Linked DNA regions of Mustela erminea: region 1 is linked to region 2. Evidence: chromatin contacts called from public Hi-C data. All regions are on one chromosome and are shown on one strand. The core of a region is the stretch at or near the end of the contact, and the rest is flanking DNA. Distances in the headings are between cores, read along the strand shown. Region 1 holds the start of DUSP1 (dual specificity protein phosphatase 1). Region 2 holds the start of RPL26L1 (60S ribosomal protein L26-like 1).

Evidence for each region. A called contact is a pair of places that touch in the nucleus more often than the background predicts.
Region 1: a Hi-C map of skeletal muscle shows a contact between it and region 2, with 7 times the contacts expected there. The contact joins the promoter of DUSP1 here to the promoter of RPL26L1 in region 2. A contact is called at or near these places in 2 of 3 Hi-C or Micro-C datasets (skeletal muscle and spleen).

The regions. Positions count from the first base shown.
Region 1 is chr3:102,861,975-102,867,674 of mMusErm1.Pri, reverse strand. DUSP1 (dual specificity protein phosphatase 1) reads right to left here and starts at 1,789. Exons shown (of 4, transcript XM_032336998.1): 1 at 1,163-1,789; 2 at 728-873; 3 at 168-387. The coding sequence starts at 1,529.
Region 2 is chr3:102,699,075-102,704,506 of mMusErm1.Pri, reverse strand. It overlaps RPL26L1 (60S ribosomal protein L26-like 1), which reads left to right and starts at 1,938. Exons shown (of 6, transcript XM_032334902.1): 1 at 1,938-2,014; 2 at 2,016-2,042; 3 at 2,044-2,110. The coding sequence starts at 1,947.

The DNA.
Region 1 (5,700 bases), core at 540-3,039, 160 kb before region 2:
GACATCAAATCCCTATTTTGCAGGGATGTTGCCCACACCAGACTGACAGTTAATGTATGGAGAAAGGCTCAGGCGAATGTCATTCAATTCCTTGCCATAGAGTTGGGCATGGTGACTAAAATGGGGGGAGCAAGGCAGAAGTCCCAAGCATCTGTCTGTCCATTTACCTATGAAGTCAATAGCCTCGTTGAACCAGGAGCTGATGTCCGCCTTGTGGTTGTCTTCCACAGGGATGCTCTTGTACTGGTAGTGACCCTCAAAATGGTTGGGACAATTGGCTGAGACATTGATCAAGGCAGTGATGCCCAAGGCATCCAGCATGTCTTTTCGGGAAGCATGATAGGCACTGCCCAGGTACAGAAAGGGCAGGATCTCCACTGGGCCACCCTGAAATCCAGAAATATCCAACACTTGTCAAGCTTTGCTCAAAGTTAATGCTGGCGCCCACACCCACAAAAACTCCCTGCTAGAAAAGTCAGTTGTAGATAACGGGTATGTTTAGCACTATTGTTAGAGTATAAATAAATAGGGGACTAAACCCATTTGCCTCAATTTCATTTCTGTAGTGTCAGCAATTAGCCTCCCCTCCATCAGACCCCTTAACTGTGGGATAAATTAGTAGCCCTGTGTGCCCCTCCTTAAAAACTTAAAGGTTACTTTGGATATTCTCACTAGTACTGCTCTTCCAGGCCTTTGCCCCCACCCTCAGCACAGGCCCCCTACTAACCTGATCATAGAGCGGGGTGCTGCAAGAACTGCACCCTGATTCAGCGCTGTCAGGGACGCTGGTACTCAGGGGAAGGCTGAGCCCCATGGGGGTCGACTGTTTGCTGCACAGCTCCGGGTAGGAGGCTGAAAAAGCTTCATATCCTCCTGGGAAGACAAAGAGACATACTTGTTTCCATTAGTATCGTCGGGGACAGGGCACCTTCATCTAACCAACCCCGCGCCAACCAGGGCTGAAGTTTACCCCGGAGAGGCCCAGGCAAAGTCTTTTGTTCTTAAAGCCAAACAAAGCCAAAGACAAGTCCCCGGAATAGGGCTCGGGCGCCCACGCGCTCCAGGTGGGGTAGCCCGAAGGGGCCGAGGGCCAGGGGTCCCGCGGCAAGGCGGCGTGGCTGGGGTGGGGGCGTGCGGCGCCAGAACTTCCCCGAGGGCGTACCTTTGAGGAAGAAGACTTGTGTGGCGCGCGCCTCTCGGCAGAGCGCGCCGGCGGCCAAGGCCAAGGTGCCGTCTCTCTTGGCGCCGTCCAGGGCGGCGCTGCGCTCGTCCAGCAGCACCACGGCGTGGTAGGCGCCCGCCAGGAGGCGGCCCCGCAATTCGGCGTTGGGCACGATGTGCTCCAGACCCATGGCGCCCTTGGCCCGGCGCCGCACGATGGTGCTGAAGCGCACGTTGACCGACCCGGCGATGTGGCCGGCGTTGAAAGCGAAGAAGGAGCGGCAGTCCAGCAGCAGGCACTGCGCGGCGCGCTCCCGAAGCAGCGTCCGCAGGCCTCCGGCGTCCAGGGAGCCCACTTCCATGACCATGGCCGGCCCTAGCGCCCCCAGCGTGCCTGTTCGCGGTGCTCTTTTGTCCTCGGAAGCCAAGGGTAGGGCAGCGGCTTTGGAGGAAAAGCCCGACCCTAGTTCTCCCTGCGCCGAACCCCAAACTACGCTTAGACTGAGTGCGGGAGGCGTCGCGCGGGGCTCTCGGCCGCCTAGGCTTCTTTGCTGCTCCCCCGACTGCCCCTCCAGCCCCAGCCACAACTATCACAGCCCGGCGTCCTTCACAGCGAGCTCGGCTCGCGAGGAACCGGTTTATATGCCGCCTCTCGGCGGGGCGGGGAGGGGCGGGGAGAAGCGGGCGCGCCGGGGGAGGGGAGTTGTTTGTTTGAATGGTGATCACGTGACCGTATGGTGACGTCACCCGCCCTGCCCGGCTTGGCGCCGGCGGAGCCAGAGGGGAAGACGTCATCGGCCTCGGAGCGGGATCCGCTGGCTGCTTGCTGGCTCGGGCCCCAGTCCGGCAGTCCGGCCTGCGCCTGGCGCGTCCCCGGGGATCCGGCCTGCGCGGCTCTTCGGACCCGGGGGGAGGAGAGGTGGCGGGCGCGCTGCCAGCCAAACGCTGACCTCTGGAATCCGAGCGGCTGGGAGAGCGGGCCGCCGGCCAGTGGCCTCTCCGCTCCTCCCCCTCCCCAGTGCCCCTCCCCGCGCCCCTCTGCTGCCGCGGCCGGCGGCAAGGGGCTTCCTGCGCCTTTGCATACAAGTGTGTCCGTTTCGCTCATTTCCTCGTCACCAGTACGCGCGGAAAACTCGGGTTCCCCCAGGAGAAGCGATTTACTCGCCCAGTATCACAATGCTGGGAGTGGGGGACAAAGAGGAATCTGAAATGGGGGTTGGAGGAAAATGTAATGTTTGTCCATGAATATGTTCTTACTAAGGACAACCGGGGTGAGTCGGGTGAAGTTTAGGGGATTGTTTTCCCATTTCCCAGCCTTGTCCTCCTGTCACTTAAGAAAATAATATGTTTAAACAAGTAAAATGCCTTCCAATCGAAGCCCCACTCTGGGGAGTTATTTCTAATCACGTCGTTCCTAGAGGGCTTTGAGCCAAGAAAGGTGGGTAAGGGGGCTGAAATGGCAAGTATGGGGTCATAAGGTGCCCTGGTGGATTGCGGAGTTCTGCATTTGGGGAGGTGATCCCCCCCCCCCCCGCCGCCGCCCCCAGCGTGGCTCGACACTGCCCTCCAGGGGTCACCGGACACGTTTCTGGCCACGTTCTCGCTTGAGACCGCTCTCTCTGTATGTACTCTGGGCGCCCACTATGCCCTAAACTCGGGGTTTCGATCCCCACGCCGACTCTCACCGTCTATGTGGGCTAAATTCGAAATCCAGTACTACGGCGCTTCAGGAGTTGAGGACGAACGTTTGGGCAGAGCCCACGCGGCCACCCGAGCGGAGTGACGGCCCCCTGGGCAGGGAGGGCGGCGCCGAGGTGCTAGGTACACAAACATAAACATTGCGCCACCTGGCCAGGGTGCAGAGTCAGGAACATTCTGCGGTTTCTTCCCCTCTCCCGCTGAGGCGGGGGATGGGATGGGGATTTCAAGGACCCTGTGTCGTTGATCTGTGGACTGTATCACTGGGACAACTTCTGCATTTGCCTTGTTTAGCTTCTGTGTTCACACATGCTCAAACTTTCTGCCTACGTTCTAGAAAATTTCCGGGTTGAGTGCGTTTACTTAAAGGACATTTTCAACCTTTAGATGAACATTGAGGACAGCAAAAGAGGTCCTCAGATAATGGCAACCCCTATATCTTTTCAAAAAGAGAAAACATTTCTTTGTTTATACTACTTATTGAGCTGAGGAACTCAACATATTTTTTGCATTGAATCATAAAATGTTACAGCTGCTGACTTTTCACAGCATACCAGCTTTATCTGCCCCTTTTTTTTTCAACCAAGAGCTTTCATTATATCTTCTCCCACCCACATTAAAAAAAAAAAGAAAGAAAACCCTTTTTATACAGCCATTATAGTGGTGGTAGCACAGTCTGGCCTCAGAGTCGGGTATCTGCTGAGCTCTGTGGGTTTTTCCTCTTTATCCTTTTCTGGAAAGAGCATAGTTTGACCCCCCCATGCTGTTATTTTATTTCTGGGTAATCCTAGGCTCGTCTCTTTCCCTACCGAGCCTCTAAGCCCACAACTGTAGAATGGGTTTACAACTGCCTACTCCGTGGATGGTTTGAGGCCCAAGTGAGAGATGGTAAGGGTAAGGAACCCAGGCCTTATCCTACCCCTTCCCATTATGACTCACTAAATCTCCTGTTTCCCCCTTCCCAGCAAGCTGTTCTTCTAGCATCATGCTACTGTTTGGCATCAGAACCTGGGGAGAAGTTCCCCACAGAACACTGGTATGTGTGGTTGGGTCAGAGGCCCAGTTCAGGAAAAGGTCCCTCCTTGAGACCAGCCAACACCATGGCTCTGGTGAGGGGTGGGGGGTCGGCAGTGGTAATGGTATGGCTAAAGACGCCGGCCTAGACAGTGGGGAGACTGCTGCTGGCTGAAGATTGAGTCAGAGAGACGGTCAACATAATCTGTTCTCTGGTGATGGTAGTGGGGCTGGAGTTGTGGGCCTGGCAGATACAGGGCCATGAAGGAATGTGAAATCAGTGGATGTTGACTTGGGAGGGAATTGGGTCTTTCTGACCTGGGCTCTTTCCAGTTTTAGACGGCTTAGAAATTAACCTAGAGGCAGTTGGGGGTGGGAGTAGTGGGAAGGGTTTGAACACAGAAGGCCTGGACTCCCCACCCTCAATGTATGGCCTTGAATAGTTCACTTCCCCTTGCTGCATCTCCACTCCCTCCTTCCTGTGACGGCAGTAATGACAAGGGCCCCGGGACTGTGGGGGGACTCAAGGTAACCAGGGATGGCATTATCCTACAAGCTCTGTCCAACTCCTGCCCTCAGAATGGATTTGGGGGTCTGTGCTGGGTTCCCAGAGCAGGAGAACCTCTCACAGGTTACTCAGCTCACTGTCCCCTGTGAGTGTGGGCAAGCCTCTTAGCATGTGAGCTTTGGTTTCCCCATATGTAAACCAGGAATACTATCCATCTAGAACTAAGTAGAACCATATGTGAGAAAGGGCCCGAGTGGGTCATACCCAGAACGGGTGCTCTCAGGAGGAGCTGGCTCCTGCCTGCCCTGTTCTCTTTCAGAACCCACAGGACTTGGACTGTGCTGTGTGACAGCTCCTGCCTTTGCTCTGTACCTTCCATGACTCCACCTTTCCTACCAAACCCAAAGCCCACCATCCCTGGCCTCAGACATCCATTCGGCCCAGCCCCCTGTTACTGTCATTGGCTCTCTTGTTGTTCTCTAGGCGAACTCTGTGAGCCTGTGTTCCCAACCCCACACCTTTGCTCACACTGCTCCGCCTCCCCCTGCCATGATGCTGTCCCTTGGGGGCTCAGCAATATCTTTCTCCATCCCCCGAGATCCAGCCAAAGTGGCATCTCCATGAAGCCTTCCCTGGTTTCTCCAACTTCTCCTGCCCTTGGGTCCTAGAGGACTTTGTCCAAACATTCTGATTGTGTAAAAGTCTCTTTGATCTTTAGCTTACCCTCCCTGAGTTACTTGAGGGCAAGTACTGTTTTTCTCATCTTTAGACCTCCACACCCTATGACCTCGGATGCAGCCATGGCGTATAGTAGGTTGGTAATCTGTGGCATGGTGGAAGAACATTTTAAAAGCATACTGTCGAAAAATCAATGAAGAGAGGGGGTCAGAAATGGTCATTTATTAAGCTTCTCCTCTGTGCCATCTGCCTTATAGTATCATCTAAAGAACTCAGTGTTGGGCACTTGGGGAGCTCACTCCGTGAAGCGGCTGCTCAGGTCATGGTCTCAGGGTTCTGGGATCAAGCCCCGCATCGGATTCTCTGCTCAGTGGAGAGCCTGTTTCTCTCTCTCTCCCCCTGCTGCTCCCTGTGCTTGTGGATGCGCTTGCTTGCTCCCTCTCTCTGTCAAATAAATAAAATCTTAAAAAAAAAAAAAAAAAAAGAACTGTGAAGTGGTTGTTAGCCCGTTTTTCAGGCAGGGAAACAGGCTTAGAGAGGGAATGTGCCCAAGGTCACACAGCTGGTAATCCTCAGACACAGATCCAATGCCTGGCCCTGTCCAACTGAGATGGAGCAGGGCCCAGGCCTCCTGCTGTAGG
Region 2 (5,432 bases), core at 689-3,188:
TATGAGTCACCTGCTAAGATCATCCCCATTTTACAGATGAGAAAACTGAGGCTCAGAAACATGGAGGCATCTCCCCAACATCCAGCCACATGAAGAGGCACTTGGGTCCAGGTCTGATTCTACAACCCCTCCCCAGTAATGTGGGAAACAAAGGCAGAAGAAAAATTATTAGATTTCCTTACTACTCACAGCCCACCGGCAAGTCTTTAAACAGGCAGAGTGACATTTCTCTAGGGACTCAATTGCCTCGATGTTAATACTTTGCTGAGGGCAAAAGGCAACCTTAGCCCTACCCCCAGGATCCTGTAAGTCTACTTCAACATATAAAAATTGCTTTGGAAACTTCCTTTATCTCTACCCCTCTCCCCCACAAGACGCGTGTTGGTTATCATTCCCCAAGCATAAGGCCCATTATATACAGCTGAAGGGTCTCATGACTAAGGTTTTATTAGTCAAAAAATGACCTTTCCCCCATAATATCTAGGCCCCTCAAGGTCCTGGTAACCTTGCTTCCAAAAAAAAAATTTTTTAAAGATTTTATTTATTTATTTGACAGACAGAGATCACAAGTAGGCAGAGAAGCCGGCAGAGAGGGAGGAGAAGCAGGATCCCTGCTGAGCAGAGAGCCTGATGCGGTGCTCCATCCCAGGACCCTGGGATAATGACCTGAGCCAAAGGCAGAGGCTTTAACCCACTGAGCCACACAGGTGTCCCGCTTCCAAAATTCTTTAGAGACTTATGCTACCCCTGACCCCCTCCAAGCTTGAAAGTTTATAATCGGCCATTCCTCAGGACTCCAGTGCAGCTCTTTCTGTCCATGGGTTCTGTCCTTGTGCTTTAATAAAATCACCTTTTTGCACTAAAGACATCTCAAGAATTCTTTCTTGGCTTGGAACCCCAACCTTTTCCCTCCATCACCCAGAAGGACTAAAAAACTGGGGGAAAGTTTTGCAAGACCAGGCTGTTGGTTCTCACAATCTCCAAACATTGTTGCACCTCAAAATCTTTGGGTGGGCGGGAGGAGGGGACTGCTTGCTTTAAAACCTGGACCTATCACTGCCTGGTTTCAAAGGACTGTGATGGATCACAAAAATTTGCATTTTGAACAAGCTTCTCTGATTTTGAAGGAGCAAGTCAGCGGACTGCGTTTGGATCATCATGAATGCCCAAAGCATCCAACAACTAACATTTCACAGCTAAATCACCTCAAGGGAGGGTAAGAAGAGGCAAAGAAAGAGTTTGGAATAAGAAAGAGACTCTAGTGAGTCTATTTTTGAGACACTACTAGGTCTCTAATGCAGGCCCTAGAGAAGTATGCCTCTTCTCCCCAGCGGAGCCAACTCTTCGTGGGTCCTAGCGGGACCCCGGAAGCCCCACAGCCCCGAACTGGCCCCCTTGGAATGGGGCGCTGCGATCCCACCCCAAGTCGCAGGGGGCGCCACCCAGTCTCGCTCCGACGGGAAGGGGGCTCCGCTTCCTTTCTTCTCTTGCGCGGCAAGGAAGCCCTCACTTCCGGCCTTGCGCGTTCAGGGCCCGAACCTAACGGGCGCTAAAGGTGAGTAGAGGGTGGTGTTTTGTCCGAGAGAGAAGCTCTCCGCCCTGTGGATCCTTCCCCCACGTTCTGGAAGGATCTCTTTGCGTGACTTCTGACCCGGCATTCTTGTCCTGCTCGAATCTTCCTCCCACAGTCAGCCTCGAGGTCCCAGTGCCGCCCTCTTCCTATGGCCCCTCTGGTCAGGCGGGCACTCCCCAAGCTTGCCTTACTCTGTAACACCCAGACCCTTCGCTTCCCCGATTCTCCTCCTTCAGTCACCTCCACCCGAGGCCACCTCCCGCAGAGTCCCTGTGCAGCGATGGGGAGGAGTGTCTTGGATGGAGAGCAGGCCCTGGTACCCAACTGAGCACCCTCCTCCTCCTTCCCACGCCTCTCTTTGCAGACGGTCAGCATGAAGTTCAACCCCTTGGTTACCTTGGACCGCAGCAAAAACCGCAAACGCCACTTCAATGCGCCCTCGCGTGCGCAGGAAGATCATGTCTTCCCCACTCCAAGGAGCTGAGGCAGAAGTACAACGTTCGCTCCATGCCCATCCGCAAGGACGACGACGTCCAGGTTGGTCTCCCTCAGGCTCTCGTTACCCAGCTGCGTGTCGCTCTGGTGCCGCCTAAGAATGTCATGTGCCCTAGGACGTAGGGAAGTTGTAGACTTTCATGCCCTCAGGACCGTGGCAATTAATGTTACCCGGCAGATGTATCGGACTGGAGATGGAGCCTACAGCCACCAATGTGCCTACCCGGCTTAACGTAGAGCTTTCAGATGCAATCCCTTAATAATAATGACTGGTTTGGTTTTTTTTTTTTTTTTAAGATTTTCTTTATTTATTTGACAGATCACAAGCAGGCAGAGAGAGGAAAGGAAGCAGGCTCCCTGCTGAGCAGAGAGCCCAATCTCGGGGCTTGATCCCAGGACCCTGGGATCATGACCTGAGCCAAAGGCAGAGGCTTTAACCCACTGAGCCACCCAGGTGCCCCCATAATAATGACTGTTTAAGAAAAGTTGTATACTAGTCAAGCAAAACTTTGCTTTTAGATTTAGTCCCCTGGCTGCAAGTTTCCCAGGCATTGCTCAGGGTGGCTCTTGGGAACCAGATTCTCCGGGAGAAAGTGCCATGATAACGAGGAATGTTTCTGTAGTATTGGGTTTAGCAGGGGCTGGGCGTTGGGTGGTACTGGATTTGGCAGAGAGACTAGGGAAGCAGCAAGTCGGAGGCATGAACTTATGAAAGAGAACAATCCTTGTGAGAAAGTGAAGCTGTCTTGTTCTTCCTAGAGCTTCGGATGTGTGGTAAGAAAGAGAGAGCGAGGGATGACTGATTGAGGGGGTAGATTAACTCCTTGAAGTAGTATTGAAGGGACCAGGCACTGTTCTAGACACTAGCAGTAAGCAGGACTGACTAGGCACCTGTCGCATGGAGCTCAACATTTTAGAGCAGGGATTCCCAGCTTCAGCACTGTTGACATCTTGGATAGGATAGTTCTCTGTTGTGGGGAGCTTTCCTGTGCATGGTAGGATGTTTAGCTGCATCCCTGACCTCTCCCCACTAGATGCCGGTAGTACCTCCTCACATTTGTGACAAACAAAAACATTTCCAGGTGTTGCCAAATGTCCCTGGGGACCAAATTCACCCGTCCCTTTCCCCTAATTGAGAACCATTGTTTTAGAGAATGAAATGGGGGTAAGGCTACGGGATTTGGGGTATCTTCCAGGGCACTGGGACGCTTTAAAGCTTCGAGGAACATTTTGAGGAGAAGCTTGAAACCAGGGGATAATTTGGCCTGAGGGAATGACAGGAATAGAGTGGGAAGAATAGTTGAGAGGTATGTTCAACAGTAACTTCTCTTCTGGGTCCTTCCCATCAGACGTGTTCTAGAATGGGGGAATTGCAAATGCCTAGAAGGGCTAGGTAGGCACATTAAAAAAGAGATGTTGGCTGATGGCAAGAAAAGAGCAACTGGAAAGCTCATGCCTCATTTAAAGAAAATTGTCGTGTACCTTCAGCCCACCGCTACCATGGGAAATGCAGGCTCCCTATTGTCAGATTCTTGATTTTGCAAGAAAACTGGAAAGTTTAGATTCTCTTCCAGGCCTCCCATTTCCTTCCAGCTACTACTACAGAGTAGTAGCTGCCCTACTCAAAAGTTTACTCAAAACACTTGCCTACACTTCCTCACCTCCCCATTTATGCCTAGACCCTCTCCAGCCTGATCTGTATCTCACTACCTAATAGAAGGCTGCTTTCGGCTGAGATCACCAGTAACCTATTTGTGACTAAATCCAGTGGACCCGGACGCCTGGGTGGCTCAGTGGGTTGGGGCCTCTGACTTCAGCTCGGGTAGTGGTCCCAGGGTCCTGGGATCAGCCCCACGTCGGGCTCTCTGCTCGGCGGGGAGCCTGCTTCCTCTTCTCTCTGCCTGCTTGTGATCTCTTTCTGTCGGATACATAGATAAAATCTTTAAAAAAAAAAATAAATAAATACAGTGGACACATCTTGGTCTCATGCTTGACTTTTTCAGCAGCATTTGGCATAGGTAGCACTGCCTTCTTGAAATAGTCTGACTTTTTGGTTTCCGTGACCGTTCAGGCTCAGTTTACTTTTGACTTCTCAGATTCCCTTGCTCGTCTCCTCTGATCTCTGAATGCTGGAGTTTGTCAGGGTGTGCACGTGGTCTAACATCTCATCTTGCATACATTGCCTCCCTGGGTGATAATATCTATTCCAAGATCTAAACGTCTGCCCTGTGCTAACAAGTCCCTTTTTTATATCCCAGCCCAAACTACTGTCCAGAGCACAGGCCTGCAGATCTAACTACGTATGCAAACCTCATAGTCGTCTCAAGCTTTCAGTCTGGAAGTACTCTTGACTGGAACACTGTCTCTAATCTGCTTTTTCTCCCATCTTTCACATTTCAATAGGCAACACTTTTTCACTTGCCTGTGTCATAAACCTTTCAGTTCTCCCTAATGTCTCTCTCTTCCTAACCCACGTCTAATCTCTTACTTAATTTTGTTGATTCTGTCTCTAAAATAAGTCTTAATTCTGACCATTTCTTTACATTTCCAGTTTTAGTTCAAGACACTCCAGCTTTCACTCTTACCCTGGTCAGGTATTCTTCACAGAGGGGCATTTTTTGCAAATTAGATTCTGCTTAGAACCTATCATTGGTGCTTGACTGCTTATTATAAATCTAAAATCATTGACAGCAAGGCCTCGTGTGTCCCAGTCCTGGTCTGCTTGCCCAGCCTCGTTTCAGCCTGTTATGCCTCCATATGCTCTGTTCTTCAGACACACTGGCCTTTTCAGGTCCTTAAATATGCTTTGATCTTTCCTCCCTCAGGGTCTTTGCCCAGAAGGCTCCCTTTGCCTGGAGTGCTCTTCCTTCTCCCCTTTACCTGACTTCTCATTTTCAAATGTTATATGTCAGTTGCCCAGAAAAGCCTTCCCAGATACATTAATCAACATGGTATCATTATACCTTCTACATATATTTGCTTCCTGGCAGTGAATACAATTTGATTTTATTTCTTTTTAAACTGAGGCATACTGGGTCCACCTTTAGCTGCTGGAGCTCGTCTTCCTCCCACCCATGTACCCCGACATCCGCCTGTGCCAGCACCTGTCTGCACTCACCCTGCTCCCTGAGTCCAGGATCCAGGTGTGGTACCAGAACAGGCGTGCCAAGTCAGGGCATCACAGCTGGAAATACTTTCAACCTTCAGCCAGCTCAGCGCTTTGACTCCACCACTCTGTTCGTGAAACTGAAGCAAAATGATTGAAGTCCCAGCTGCCTTTTGAGATAATGTAAACTGCCCACCGCATCTCAACAAGGTTGGATAGCATCTCTGCCCTAGCTCTCAAGGTTAGAATTTTAAAACC